2 separate regions of the Pan troglodytes genome follow, and region 1 is linked to region 2. The links are chromatin contacts, called in public Hi-C maps. All regions are on one chromosome and are shown on one strand. Each heading gives the region's core, a stretch centred on a gene start, on an enhancer-like site or on the middle of the called end of the contact. The rest is flanking DNA. Distances are from core to core; before and after follow the strand shown. Region 1 holds the start of N4BP2 (NEDD4 binding protein 2). Region 2 overlaps LIAS (lipoic acid synthetase).

What was found. A called contact is a pair of places that touch in the nucleus more often than the background predicts.
Region 1: a contact with region 2 is called in a Hi-C map of stem cell-derived neural progenitor cells, with 5 times the contacts expected there. The contact joins the promoter of N4BP2 here to the enhancer-like site in region 2. A contact is called at or near these places in 1 of 7 Hi-C or Micro-C datasets (stem cell-derived neural progenitor cells) and 1 of 1 datasets of contacts at active chromatin or transcription factors (stem cell-derived excitatory neurons).

The regions. Positions count from the first base shown.
Region 1 is chr3:40,379,927-40,387,363 of NHGRI_mPanTro3-v2.0_pri, reverse strand. N4BP2 (NEDD4 binding protein 2) reads right to left here and starts at 3,458. Exons shown (of 16, transcript XM_009447528.5): 1 at 3,164-3,458.
Region 2 is chr3:39,794,493-39,801,274 of NHGRI_mPanTro3-v2.0_pri, reverse strand. LIAS (lipoic acid synthetase) reads right to left here. Exons shown (of 11, transcript XM_526552.5): 7 at 5,179-5,307; 8 at 2,663-2,808; 9 at 1,516-1,586. Among named protein-coding and RNA genes, the nearest start is that of LIAS, 10 kb to the right of the region's middle. Within about 2 kb of position 3,319, at least 7 of the 24 cell types and tissues checked have an H3K27ac peak or open chromatin away from gene starts, as enhancers often do. A contact at or near this core is called in stem cell-derived neural progenitor cells, where this site is marked.

The sequences.
Region 1 (7,437 bases), core at 2,209-4,708, 590 kb before region 2:
TTCTGGAGGGCAATGCTGAGATAGGTAAGAAAGTAAAATACTCTTCCCAAGGCGCAGGCACAGTGGCTCACGCCTGTAATCTCAGCGCCTTGAGAGGCTGAGGCAGGAGGACTGCTTGAGCTCAGGAGTTCAAGAGCAGCCTGAGCAACATAGTGAGGCCCTGTCTCTTTAAAAAAAGAAAAAAAAAAAAAAAGAATAAAGTTTTGGGTCACAAAGATCTAAGTTTGACTGAAACCTACCTGATACATACATAACACTCCCACACACTAGTTGGGTAACTTTCAGCAACTTTCTTAATACTTCTCAGTCTCTGTCTCCTCCCCTGTAAGAATACTGCAAATCTCAGAGTTGTAAGAATTAAATACAATCACATAGCAAAGTGCTTAAAACAGCACCTGGTGTGCATGTGTGTGTACATACACATAAGCCACTTCATTACTATGAGGACGAGGGCAATGAGGTTGATAATGATACATGGCTTGATGTATGCTTACTCATTATCAGGCAAGGTAGGTATCAAAAAAGTGTTCAATCTAAGGCCAGGCAGGGTGGCTCATGTCTGTAATCCTAGCACTTTGGGAGGCCAAGGCGGGCGGATCACTTGAGGCCAGGAGTTACAGACCAGCCTCACCAACATGGCAAAAACCCATCCCTACTAAAAATACAGAAGTTAGCCAGGTGTGGTGTTGAGCACCTGTAATCCCAGCTACTCCAGAGGCTGAGACAAGATAGCGCCACTGCACTCCAGGCTGGGCGACGGAGTGAGGCTCTGTCTCAAAATACATACATACATACATACATAAAAAATGCTCAATCTCTTCTTAAATTCCTAACATAAACTACTTCTAAAGGCATTTAATAGACAACTGATTCTTCCCAAGGCTTACAATATGATTTTGCATATAAAAAGCTGAAAGGAAAGCAAAGAAGGTAGGTAGCTATTTTTCTGAAATTCATTAACTAATAAATGGTTGCTGCTTTGCATATCAAAAAACATGCATAATCATGGCTAATCATGATGAAAAGGGAGATTTTCAAAGGAAAATAATCAGCGTTTTAAAACGGCCGGGCGGGCGTGGTGGTCACTCCTGTAATCCCAGCACTTTGGGAGGCGGAGGCAGGTGGATTGCTTGAGCTCAGGGGTTTGAGACCAGCCTGGGCAACATGGCGAAACCTCCTCTCTACAAAAAATACAAAAATTAGCCGGGCGTAGTGGCTTTCGCCTCTAGTCCCAGCTACTCTAGGGGACGAGGTGGGAGGATGGCTTGAGCCCAGGAGGCAGACGTTGCAGTGAGCTGAGATAGTGCCACTGCACTCCAGCCTTGGCGATATGGCCAGACCTTGTCTCAAAAAAATAAATAAATAAGATGCAACTATGTAACAGTATTTAGATTTAAAATAAATTCCAAAAAAAAAAAACCATGCAACTACAGTGATAATATTTAGCTTCTACTGTGTACATACAAGATACTATGCCTACTTTAATATACTTTAATGAAGGAAAAAACATGCCTCTACCATAACTTAAGCCCACTTTTTCTATGAAATACAGTACTTCTATCTCCCCTTCAAATTAACTAAAGTCAACAAGTACACAAACTGGCATTCGTACGTACTGCGTGCTGATTTCAACTGCTTTATTCTTTATTGTTTTACAGGTTAGCCTTTTTTCATTAACTAAATTGTAGCCTCCTTGCAAAAGAGCAGCCATTTATTTCCTATTCTTCCCACCATGTCCACCACTACAGCCCCTCGCTCCTACCCCCCATCCTAGCACGGCACTTAAATAATAAAAGGTCCTGGCAGCGAAACTCAAAACTGTTTATTTCTGACCTTTAGCAGTAAACAATGTTAGAAAGGCAGATGGAACCACGTTTATCAAAACAGAGAACGCACGATGTTTACATTTCCTAAAGCGCGTCTTTTAGTTAAAATTAAAGGATGAGAGTTAAAACGAGTTACAAAAGACAGCTGGTGTTTGAAAGAAAAACACTGGAAGTAATAAAAACGGAGTGAAAAGGCTGATGTTGGGATTAAAAGAAAACATTTTTTTAATACAGCTGCAAATCAGTCATTGTTTTCTGAGAGGCTAGGTTCATCTCCAGGATTTTCTTCTAGGAGCTCAACCAATGGCCACCTTTACTGAGTTAACCAGTCTCCAGGCAAGCAGCCCTTGCTGATTGGCTCAAAGATGTCGAGTAGAAAAAGCAGCCAATCCTGCCTTCAAGCCAGAACTGTGCCATGGAGACATTACAACCACTGCATGGCGAGAATGTGTACAAACCTGTCCGTGCCACAAATATCAGATCCTAGTTACAAAGACTGCCGCCGAAAGGAAGAGCCTTTGAAGCCAACACTGACACTGACCTGTCATCTACATTCTATTACTCTAGCTCTCTTTCGGAGGGAAAAAAAAAAAACTATTTTAACCAAAAGCGCATGAGAGATAAACTGTGCCCCCGCTAAGATGACTCACTCTATTGAGGATGAATTTCCAAACGGACGGCTTAGAGAGAGTCCCGATGAGAGAGGGGCTCTAGAAGGGTCCCATTGAGGGACAAAGTTGCAGATGGGGGCAGGGGAGGCGGGACGAGGGCCAAAGACACACAAATGCCGGGGAGGGGAAAGTCTCCCCGCAGTCTCCAAAATCCGAACGTGTGAGTGGCTGTGTGTCTGGACTTGAACTGAGTAAATAAACGGCTCTGCTAGGACTATGTGCTCAGGAAGGTGGCCTGAAGTTCCCAGAAGGCTCCGCCTGGCAAACACCTAAGGCGCCTGGAGGGGCGCAAGGTCAGGTCCTGGCGGGAACAGATCTGGGAGGAAACCTCGGGGGGTCGAGAGGGGTGTGTCTGGGGCCTGGAGGCCCGCCAGGCACTCGGAGGCCAAGGAAGCGGCCGCGGCCCCCGCCTTCGCCCGGCCTCGGGCTGAGCGCCAGGGCCCGCCTCTCGCCGACGCCTCACTTCCCTTCCGTCCGGGCAGCCGGGCCCGCGGGTCAGTTCGGAGGCGGCCCGCGCCGGGCCCCACATTCAGGGCTTGGGGGTTCACTCGCCGCGCCGCCCGCCGCTGCTTCAGGCCCTCCGCTTCGGCTCGGAGCCCCGGGACCCCTAACCTCCAGGGCCCTCACCTTGGACCCGCCTCCCTGCCTCCCACCCGCCGCCTTTACCTGCTTCTGGAGCGGGCAGAGGGCGTCGAAGCCGGTGCCGCGTCGTCGAACGCACAACGCGGCGCCGCAGGTCCGCAGCCCTTTCCCGCCGGCGCCACTGCGCTCTCCCGCGCCGCGCAGGGCTAGCAAGCAGCTGCGGCCGCGGGGGAGACACGGCGAGCGCGCCCGGCGGGGAGACACTGCCGCTCTCCGTCCGGCCGGGGAAGAGCAGCCGCGCAGAAGCCCGCCGCGAGAGGGCGGGTGGGCGGCCGGGTGGGGAGGGGTCTCGAGGCGCCGGCAATGGCTGCCACGTCGCCCAGGTGGATCGCCGCCCACCGCGCCCCCCCCAAGCCCGCCGGCTGTCCGCCACGACCTCTGCTTCGTCCCTGAGCTCCGCCTCGGCGCGGCGGCCCGGGGGACTTGAGCCCGCGGGCGCTCCCACCTCTCCCGCTCCCGCTCTCCCTTTGGAGAGCAAGCCCTGCCCGGCCGGTTCGGCTGCTTCCGGTCGCCCACCCCCCAAGGCTCGCCCGAGAGCGGGCCGTGGTCCCCACTTTTCTTATCAGGGGGTCCCTGGAGGAGCAAGCCCTTCTTCGAGTGTCGGGTTCTGCCGGGGGGGAAGGCGGGAGCTGTTTGGCGCTGGGGAACATTGCAACAGGCCCGGAATTTTTGCCAAAATAAGCGGCGCGGTAAACCACAGCTGTTTCTAGCCCTCGGCACTCTCCCGAGCCCCAAAAAACAAAACAAACACAAGGTCGGCCTCGCGGGGTGAGGGGAGAGAGGAAAGCAGAGCTGGGACGAGCCCTGACGCGCGCGGGGTCCAGGCTGCAAGTTGGGAGGGACGGCGAGGCGAGCGACCGGCCTCGGCATTGCCTGACTAGGGCCGTGGCCGCTGCGGCGGGCACGGGAACCCGCCTTCTCGCGCGCGGCCCTCCCGCGGGGGGCTTCCAGGCGCGCGGCCTCGGAGCCCCACGGGGAGACAAAGGGGTAGGCGACTGCCACGGGGTGGAGGGAGGCCGCCCAGCCCCATCGGCCCTGCCAGCGTGCGGTCTGAGCTCGGGGAATGTGTGCGCCTTAGCCGGTGGAACCGCAGCCGCTGGCCTTTGCCCCCAGTTCGAGCTTGAGTTTTCGGGTGCCAAGAAAAAGCAAAGACGTACTCTTCCCTCTTGGAACCGCTGTAGTATGAGTCCGTCCCCAAGCCTGCACCATTTTTTTTCTCTCAACTCTGCTTTCCCTGGTTTATTTGTTCTGGGTTCTGATGTGAAATGTTTAGTGTTTTCAGGGTACGCAAATTTTTCACCTTTGCTTTCTGGTTGGTGGTGGTGGTGGTGATGGTAGTGGTGGTGGTTTTGCCTGTTTTTTACTTCCTCCGTCCCCTCCCTTTGCAATTACTTTTCATTCCACGTGCAGTGGTTTTTCCCAGAATAGAGAAGCGAAATAACCTCATGACAAAGTGTCCCTTTGCATCGAAGATACATTGTTGGTTGTTATGGCAGTTGTAAACAGAGTGTAAATTTAAACAGAGTGTAAATTTGGGGCAAGTGGTTTTTGTCGTTTAGGTCTAACTGGAACACTTATTCACAATGAGAACGTTGTAGTGCTTTTTCAAGAAACTAGTAATATATAAGGAGAGAACTCAAGAAGATAAATTTTCTGATGAAACCATCCATATAGAAAAATAGGGGAATTTTTCCTTTTGTATGAATTTTGTATTTAGAGGTCTCGAGTCCCAGTGTTAAATCACAGACTTCATGTTGATCCTTAAAAAAAAATCACTATACAAAAACCCCTTAATGCATTTATTAAATTTCAAAAACAAAAAATTGTAATAACCCAGAATCTCAAGAGATAAATAGCTGTTGCTGAGAAGCTAACATTAACTCTGCCTCTAAACAACCATTATAAGAGACTAAAAACTGTAATATATGCCACTTTAGAAATGAAAGAACCCTAGTAATTATAAACTTGAAAGATGTCGAGGAAATTAATATTTTGTTTTTGAAATATGTTCACCATGATAATAAAAACTAGCATTTAAATTATTTTCCTTTGAACATCTGTTAAGGATTCATCAAATCTTAAGTCAGAACAATAAGAAATAAACTCTTCTTAACATTGGAAAATATATTTCAAGCCACAAAGACAACACCCAAGCTGAATGTTTTTAAAGTTTGTTTACTATGGCAATAAGAAGAACATCAATACCATAAAGTTCTGAAAATGAGACTGGAATGAAGAACAAAGCAATCTTCACTCAACATTCGCAGTATCAGCCTTCGGTTGTGAATATTTATAAAGATTTCCTCCTTTCTTATTGGTTCAAATTCTAAGCCAATGGGAAAAGTACAACACGTCTTTTAAAGGGTGAAGCATCAATCAGCATTAGATTAGTATCTGGGATAAAGGTTTTGGTTATCATGCTAGTTCTCATTGAAATTCATGTCCCTTTAAATTTCTTTTTTTTGGGGGGCTGGGGGGGGGTGCGGTGACTAGAGTTGCTCTGTTGCCCATGCTGGAGTGCAGTGGCACAGTCTCAGCTCACTTCAACTTAACGCCTCCCGAGTTCAAGTGATTCTCGTGCCTCAGCCCCCCGAATAGCTGGAATTGCAGGCGTCTGCCACCAAACCCGGCCAATTTTTATATTTTTAATAGAGGAAGGGTTTCTCTGTGTTGTCCAGGCTGACCTCTAACTCCTGACCTCAGGTGAGCCTCCCACCTCGGCCTCTCAAAGTGCTGGAATTAAAGGCGTGAGCCACCACACCGGGCCGTGTCTCTTTAAATTTCAAAGAAGACATTTAAGAATAGGGCCTGGCACAGTGGCTCACGCCTGTAATCCCAGCACTTTGGGAGGCCGAGGCAGGTGGATGGGATCACGAGATCAGGAAATTGAGACCATCCTGGCCAATATAGTGAAACCCTGTCTCTACTAAAAATACAAAAAGTAGCTGGGCGTGGTGGCATACACCTATGGTCCCAGCTACTCGGGAGGCTGAGGCAAGAGAATCGCTTGAACTGGGGAGGCTGAGGTTGCAGTGGGCCGAGATTGCGGCACTGCACTCCAGCCTGGGCAACAGAGCAAGACTCCATCTCAAAAAAAGAAATATTGACTATCTTGTGGGTGCCACACTTGCTCACATTCTCTTCAGTCTTCCAGTTGGTTTTATTACAATTGGTCTTGTTAGAATTATGTGACAATATATCTAAAATGCCAGATAAATCTGAGGAATGGTAAAATGTCTACTACTTAATACGTTAAAATGAATCCTGGCATTTTAGATTAAAAACTTACCTTTAAGGAAAGACTAAAGTTTATATTTTGGGCCGGGCGCGGTGGCTCACGCCTGTAATCCCAGCACTTTGGGAGGCCGAGGCAGGTGGATCACGAGGTCAGGTGATGGAGACCATCCTGGCTAACACGGTGAAACCCCGTCTCTACTAAAAATACAAAAAATTAGCTGGGCGTGGTGGCGGGCGCCTGTAGTCCCAGCTACTCGGGAGGCTGAGGCAGGAGAATGGTGTGAATCCGGGAGGTGGAGCTTGCAGTGAGCCAAGATTGTGTCACTGCACTCCAGCCTGGGCGACAGAGCCAGACACCGTCTCAAAAAAAAAAAAAAAAAAAAAGTTTATATTTTGGGAAATGTCTTGGATTTTTGTAAAAAAAAAAAACTGCCAAGTCGTCAAAAGTAAACCTTTTATATTTACCTAAGTCCAACTTTGGTCTATGTAACAGCTAAATTCTAAACATGATTGTCTGTGTTTATGTTTAGACCATAGGTATGATTTCCTTCCAACCAAAAATATTAATAATCTGTGCCACCTTTGTATTCCTATACTTGGATTATGACTTGAAGCATTCCACTTATTCATGTGTTTATAATCTCCCTTACTAAGTCATCATTGCCTTGAAGTTTCCCATTCAGCCTTGTATTCCTCATTGTCAAACTCCCAGTCTTGTGCAATATAAACACTCCATGAATGTTTACTGAGTGAAAGAATAAGTGAGCATCACTCTATGACAAGACATATGGCAAATCAAGAAAATCTGTGTCAGGATTTTTTCCTCTTCTACATAATGGCTAATACACTGTTTTCATTCCCAACTAAGAATAGTATTGTTGACCAGGCGCAGTGGCTCACACCTGTAATCCCAGCACTTTGGGAGGCCAAGGCGGGCGGATCACGAGGTCAGGAGATGGAGACCAGCCTGGCTAACATGCTGAAACCCCGTTTCTACCAAATATACAAAAATTAGCTGAGTGTGGTGGCTCTTGCCTGTAGTCCCAGCTACTCAGGAGCCT
Region 2 (6,782 bases), core at 2,070-4,569:
TGGCTATTCCAAAGGACAGAGAAAGAAGAGATTATCTACAGATATTATTTATCTATATTTTTCCTTCGTTAACAGCTAAATTCAAGAATTACTCATGCTTATCCGATTCTTGAGGACAAGACTGTCTTACTCAACTTGTATCTTCTGCTTAGCACTGTGACTGGCACATGGTCACTGCTCAACACAAGCTTCTTGAATGAATGGATAAATGTCCATGATAGAAATAGAAAGAATGGTTTCCCATTCTTTCTTCGCCTCTGGCTCTAACATAACAAAAACAAGTTACACAATAACCAAGTGTAAATGAGTGCCATTTCCCAACTTTTAAATTCTTTTTCTCTAGGTTCACTTGAGTTGTGAAATTTGTGAAGAGAATGGGGGAGGCAGCAAATATGTGCAAACGTAGCTGATTTATGTAGATAATAAAATGAAAACTGGGACTTATAAGAATACAGCTGAGCCTCGAACAACATGGTAACTGCACAGGCCCACTTATACAAGGATTTTCTTCCATTTCTGCCACCCCTGAGACAGCATGACTAACTCCTCCTCTTCTCCCTCGTCCTCATCTACATGAAGATGATGAGGATGAAGACCTTTATGATGGTCCACTTCCACTTAATGACTAGTAAATATATTTTCTTTTCCTTACGATTTTCTTAAAAAAATTTTTTCTCTAGCTGACTTTATCATAAGAATAAGATGTGTATATATATGTGTGTGTGTGTGTATACAGATATACACACACACATACATATATATATAAGTACATGTAACATACAAAATGTGTGTTAATTGACTGTTATTGGTATGGCTTCCGGTCAACAGAAGGCTATTAGTAGTTATGTTTTTTTGGGAGTCAAAAGCTATACATGGGCTGGGCGCAGTGGCTCACACCTGTAATCCCAGCACTTTGGAAGGCTGAGGCGGGTGGATCACCTAAGGTCAGGAGTTCAAGACTAGCCTGGCCAAAATGATGAAACCCCATCTCTATTAAAAATATAAAAAATTGGCTGGGTGCGGTGGCTCACGCCTGTAATCCTAGCGCTTTGGGAGGCCGAAGCGGGTGGATTGCCTGAGCTCAGGAGTTCGAGACCAGCCTGGGCAACATGGCAAAATCTTGTCTCTAAAACTACAAAAAAATTCGTCGGGTGTGGTAGTGTGTGCCTGTAATCCCAGCTACTCAGGAGGCTGAAGCATGAAAATCGTTTGAACCTGGGAGGTGGAGGTTGCAGTGAGCCGAGATTGCCCCACTGCACTCTAGCCTGGGTGACAGAGCGAGACTCTGTGTCAAGAAAAAAAAAAAAATTATATATATGTATATTTTAGCTGGATGTAGTGGCACCCGCCTGTAGTCCCAGCTGCTCAGGAGGGTGAGGCAGGAGAATCACCTGAACCCAGGAAGCAGAGATTACAGTGAGCCGAGATCGTGCCACTATACTCCAGCTTGGGCGACAAGAGCAAAACTCCATCTTTAAAAAAAAAAAAAAAAAAAGCAAATCAAGATACGTGTACCTTAAGGTGACGCCTTGTTGGCTGCATATATTGTCCTAAAGTCAAGCAGTCTACATCTGCCTCACGAAGTGCTGTAGGAAGAAAAGCACAAATTACATTAGCAAATACTTTAATTGTAGATCTAAGCATAATTTTCCTAAGGAATATTTAAAAACGGTGTGAACTTTATGACAGTCCATAATCTTCATGTTGGGGAATAAGACAACATCTATTCATTCAAAAGTATTATGTGCCAGGGACTGTGGTAAGGACTGAAAACAATGATAATTAAGACAGTCATGTAGGGCTGATACATACAAGGATAAATACTTCTAATACTATGGAATCAATGCTAAAATAGTAGTGGAGGGTATTTTAGAGTAGGAGTCTGTTTGGTAGAAAAGGTATGGGAAATGGTATATGCAAAAACCTCAATGCACCTATATTATAGAGCAAATATGTTGCATTAGGCTTTTACTCAATGCACAAGATATGCTATGGGGGCTGTGATTTAAACTATGACATATCAGAATCTTTCTAATAAACTGTGTGCAATGTGGTAAACAGCAGGTCTTGATTACTATATGAACTTATTACTCTTTGAACCACTAAATAACTACAAGTAGTCCAAGGGTCCTCAGCTAAAATTAAAACTTTGAAATTCCAAAGTTTAAAAAGTCCAAGAATCACAAAGCAAATGGACTTACGGGACTAAAGTTCAGCAAAGTCCAAAGCACACCATGTTATGTGACAATGCTACAAGTAAGCTCTTTCTCAGAGGCCTGGATTAGTCTCATTGATCTATGAACTGTCAGTGCCTGGTACCAGGCTGGCTCTCCAAAAGTGTCCAATGATAGAATGAGAAAAGTGGATGAAATCATGCTTTCAGTGGATGCAAGGATGGGGAATAAAATGGGATATAAATTTTGTATCCTGAGCGTCATGCATATCACTCCATGAAATTCCAAGAAAATTTATTTCCTTTGCTTCTTTTTTTTTTTAACTTGTATTTTAGATTTGAGGGTGCATGTGCAAGTTGGTTTCCTTTTCATGCTGCCATCTATAACCATATACTTTTCTTTGTTTTTAGAAGGGCCTTCAAAGTGAGTGGGTTCCTGCTATTACTCAAATTACATGGGAAAGATTTTTCATTTTTCAATTTCTTTACCTTTCATTGTTGCATATACTTGCTCATCATTCTCGCCTAAACCCAACATTATAGATGTTTTAGAAATAACATCAGGCTGAACCTTCTTGGCATGTTTCAGTACACGTAGGGACTGATCAAAATTGGCCCGAGGATCACGAACCTTACTGGAAAACAGCAGGACTGTTGTCAGCAAGAATTACAAGTTCAACCAAGTACATAGTTATGCAAGCAACCTGAAAGACCAGAGAAGTACATTCTGCACATTATCTTAAATCACATAGTTCAAAGGTAGCATTTATGCACAGATGCCTAACTGTTAATTTAGGAAACAAAAGGCCTCACTGGGCTCCCTAGTTCTATCTCAAGCCTGGGGCAGAGAAAAGTAGAATGGAAGAAATTACTTCAGTTTATGCATTGAGAAACCAGAATTCTGAAGCGAAAAATTAGAAGAGAAAAGAAAAAAAGCAGAAGTAAGAGAGTCTCCATACTGAACAAAGAAAAAAATAAGCTGAACCCACATGTCAGAGGGTTGAAACTTTCAAGTTCATTTCTTTTCTGAAGACTAAGCTGCCCTCTGCTGGTAAGTATACAACACTACCACATATTAGGTAAAGAAATGCATGATTCTGGAATTTTCACTGGAAAGGATCATGTTTTTAAGTGAAACCAGGGAAACTGGCACCCACTGGTGGTGGTATCATGATGAGGTTGGAACAGGCTGTGTCCTAGACTTCAACAATGGCCAAACCACCATGGCTTAAATGACTTATCCTTTAAGCCAAAAGGCCAGAAAGCTTCTGATGTTAAACTGGATTTCATTTCAATTCTAATGCAGCTTTATTTTCTGTAATTGTTTTTCATTAGAGACTAGTTAACAGGAAAGAGAAGAAACAAATTTATGAATTTAAAAATAACTGAAACTGACATTATAGAAATCACTTTTTAACAGAATTTCTCCACTGAAATTAAGTTATGGTCTCTACTGTTTATGATTTAGTGAAAATGGTGGTTATTGTTTACTGTAACTTCTTTCAGGCTCTATGACACAGATCATATGTAGAAGCTAATAAAATCACTGCTAAGTGCTAAAATTAAAGAAAAAAATGATATTACTCTTGCCCGAAGCTTAAAATGTTCATTTTTCTAAAATTTGAATGGATGTGGATAACAATCCTTACTTTTTTTCTTACATGAGTGTTACTTGCCAATGATTAGTCTTAATTACTGAAATTATTAGGAATAAGAAAGCATAGTGTCTACTTTTTTAAAAAAGTACATCTGAATGATATGAGTTTTTTTCTTTTTTTTTTTTTTGAGACAAAGTTTTGCTGTCGCCCAGGATGGAGTACAGTGGCACTATCTCGGCTCACCGCAACCTTCGCCTCCCGGGTTCAAGCAATTCTCCTGCCTCAGCCTCCAGAGTAGCTGGAATTACAGGTCTGCACCTAGCTAATTTTTTGTATATTTAGTAGAGATGGGGTTTCATCATGTTGGCCAGACTGGTCTTGAACTCCCAACCTCAGGTAATCCGCCTGCCTCAGCCTCCCAAAGTGCTAGGATTATAGGCGTGAGCCACGAGTTTTTCTTCTGTATCATTTATTACACATATTAGTGCTGAATATATATATATATATAAAAATATGAATATATATAATATAAAAAATATATATATATATTTTTTTCCTTTCTCTTTCTTTCTAGATGGAGTTTCGCTCTTCTTGCCCAAGCTGGAGTGCAATGGTGCAATCTCACCTCACTGCAACCTCCGCCTCCCGAGTTCAAGTGATTCTTCTCCTGCTTCAGCCTACCGAGTAGCTGGGATTACAGGCATGTGCCACCACGCCTTGCTATCTTGTATTTTTAGTAGAGACGGGGTTTCTCCATGTTGGTCAGGCTGGTCTCGAACTCCCAACCTCAGGTAATCTGCCTGCCTCTGCCTCCCAAAGTGCTGAGATTACAGGTGTGAGCCACAGCATCCAGCCAAATATATTTTTGAAGTCTTTTCTTTAGAATTACAACCAAAGCAATTGCTCTAGTGTAATTTTTTCCCTCCTTTGAAAACTTTATTTGTGGGGAGGGGGAAACAAACAACTTATTGAAATTTGCAGTATGATATTATTTTAAAACAACAGAAAAAAAGATGTTCATTATTTGTGGGTATTAAAACACACACAGTAACTTAGTAATATGAGTTACTAACATCTTAATGTTTGTAATATAAAAATTAAGTATATTATAAATATAAAAATACAAATATGTAGTATAAATATAGTGTTTATAATATAAACACTAAGGTGTTAGTAACTGATATTGCTGGGTGGAAATACTATTATGGGTGATATTTATGCTGTTTTTGTTGGTGATATTTTCTGATTTTTATGTAACAGACATAGATTGAGTTTGCCTAAAAAACAAAAAAGAATAGAATTTACTTTGTAAAAGTCAATGGCAAAGTTCAGCCCTGGAAAAGGTAAGAATATATGGCATATTTTGACCCACCTAACTTCCCAACATTACTTTGTACACGTATTCACCTCTGTAATTCCGGGACTGTTTCTACATTATGTGCATACACATCTAATCCTGACAGAGCAACTTTTTCTATTGCTTTGAGATCACCTCGAAAATCAGGAGTAAGACATTCCACAAGGATTTTTGGATTCCTAAGGGGAAAAGAGAGAATAATCAAACAGAGAGAAAGAACTGACATACCTGTTCCTCAAAATAGAAATTATCAGTAATCGTTCAGTATGCTTCAACACAGTAACCTTTAGAACTTTGTCAAGAAAAGTATGAACATACAGATGTTCATACATGAACCATTATTAAAAAAAAAAAGCAGACCATTAAATACTATGTACACAGTGGTTAAAACACACCTGTAGGCAAACTGAATAAAATTTCAAATTATATATAGTAGACTTTTAAACCTAATTTGAATAGGTTTTAGAAAAAGTAAATAATTTTAAGAAACTAAAATATGAAATATTAAAACATTAAATATAAAATTTTACTCATTGGAAAGTAAATTGAAGTATTTCTTATATAAATGTGAGTATTATTTGATTGCTTTAATTTTGATTTCTTTAAAAAGTCATCAAATCATGCTCTCCTCCCTTCCTCTAGGCAAATATTTCACAAGTGCTACGGGTTTTAAAAACTATTTTCTGGGTTGCTGAGTCATGAGCTTTGTTAAACGAAGTACGAGCTAAACATTAATCTTCCTATTTATATTGTGGCTATATCTATTCATCCAAGTATTATAATGTGAACTGGGTCACAGAGCTGTTCCCTTTGACACCAGCAAAAACGACTGAAACAGCTGACACATTTTTTCACAAACCCACTGGCAAAGTGTCTGGAGTTGTTCCCTGAAAGAACAGATGTAGAAAAGACCACATGTACACCCTTATCATGAATATAAGAGATGTTCAAAGAACATATCCTATATATATATATTTTTTAATAAAAACAGGGTCTTGCTCTGTTGCCCAGTGCATCATAGCTCACTGTAACTTTGAACTCCTGGGCTCACGCAATCCTTCTGCCTCAGCCTCCCAAGCAGGTAGGACTATGGGCACATGCTACCACATCCAGCTATTTTTTTTTTTATTTTTTTATTTTTTGTAGAGACAGCATCTCCCTATGTTGCCCAGGCTGGTCTTGAATGCCTGTCCTCAAGCAATCTTCCTGCTTTGGCCTCCCAAAGTGCTAGAACTACAGGCGTGAACCACTGTGCTTGGTTCTATTGCTTTTTTAAACTGAAAGCTGAGACCCACTGAAGCTTGTAAAATAAACCTAGTGGATTGCAAACAGATTTTTCAAAAATGAACTATAGTAAATAGAAAATAGAAAATACTAGGGAATCATTTAAAAAATTTACTAAGTGCGCTTAGGTGCCAAACTAGTACTGAGCTGTAGAAAATTAGAATAATCTCAGCACTTTGGGAGGGCGAGGCAGGAGTATTGGTTGAGGTCAGGAGTTTGAGACCAGCCTGGGGAACATAGCAAGATTCCGTCTCTTAAAAAAAATGTAAAAACATTAGCCAAGCGTGGTAGTGTACCTGTAGTCCCAGCTACTTGGGAGGCTGAGGCAGAAGGATTGCTTGAGCCCAGAAGTTTGAGGCTGCAGTGAGCT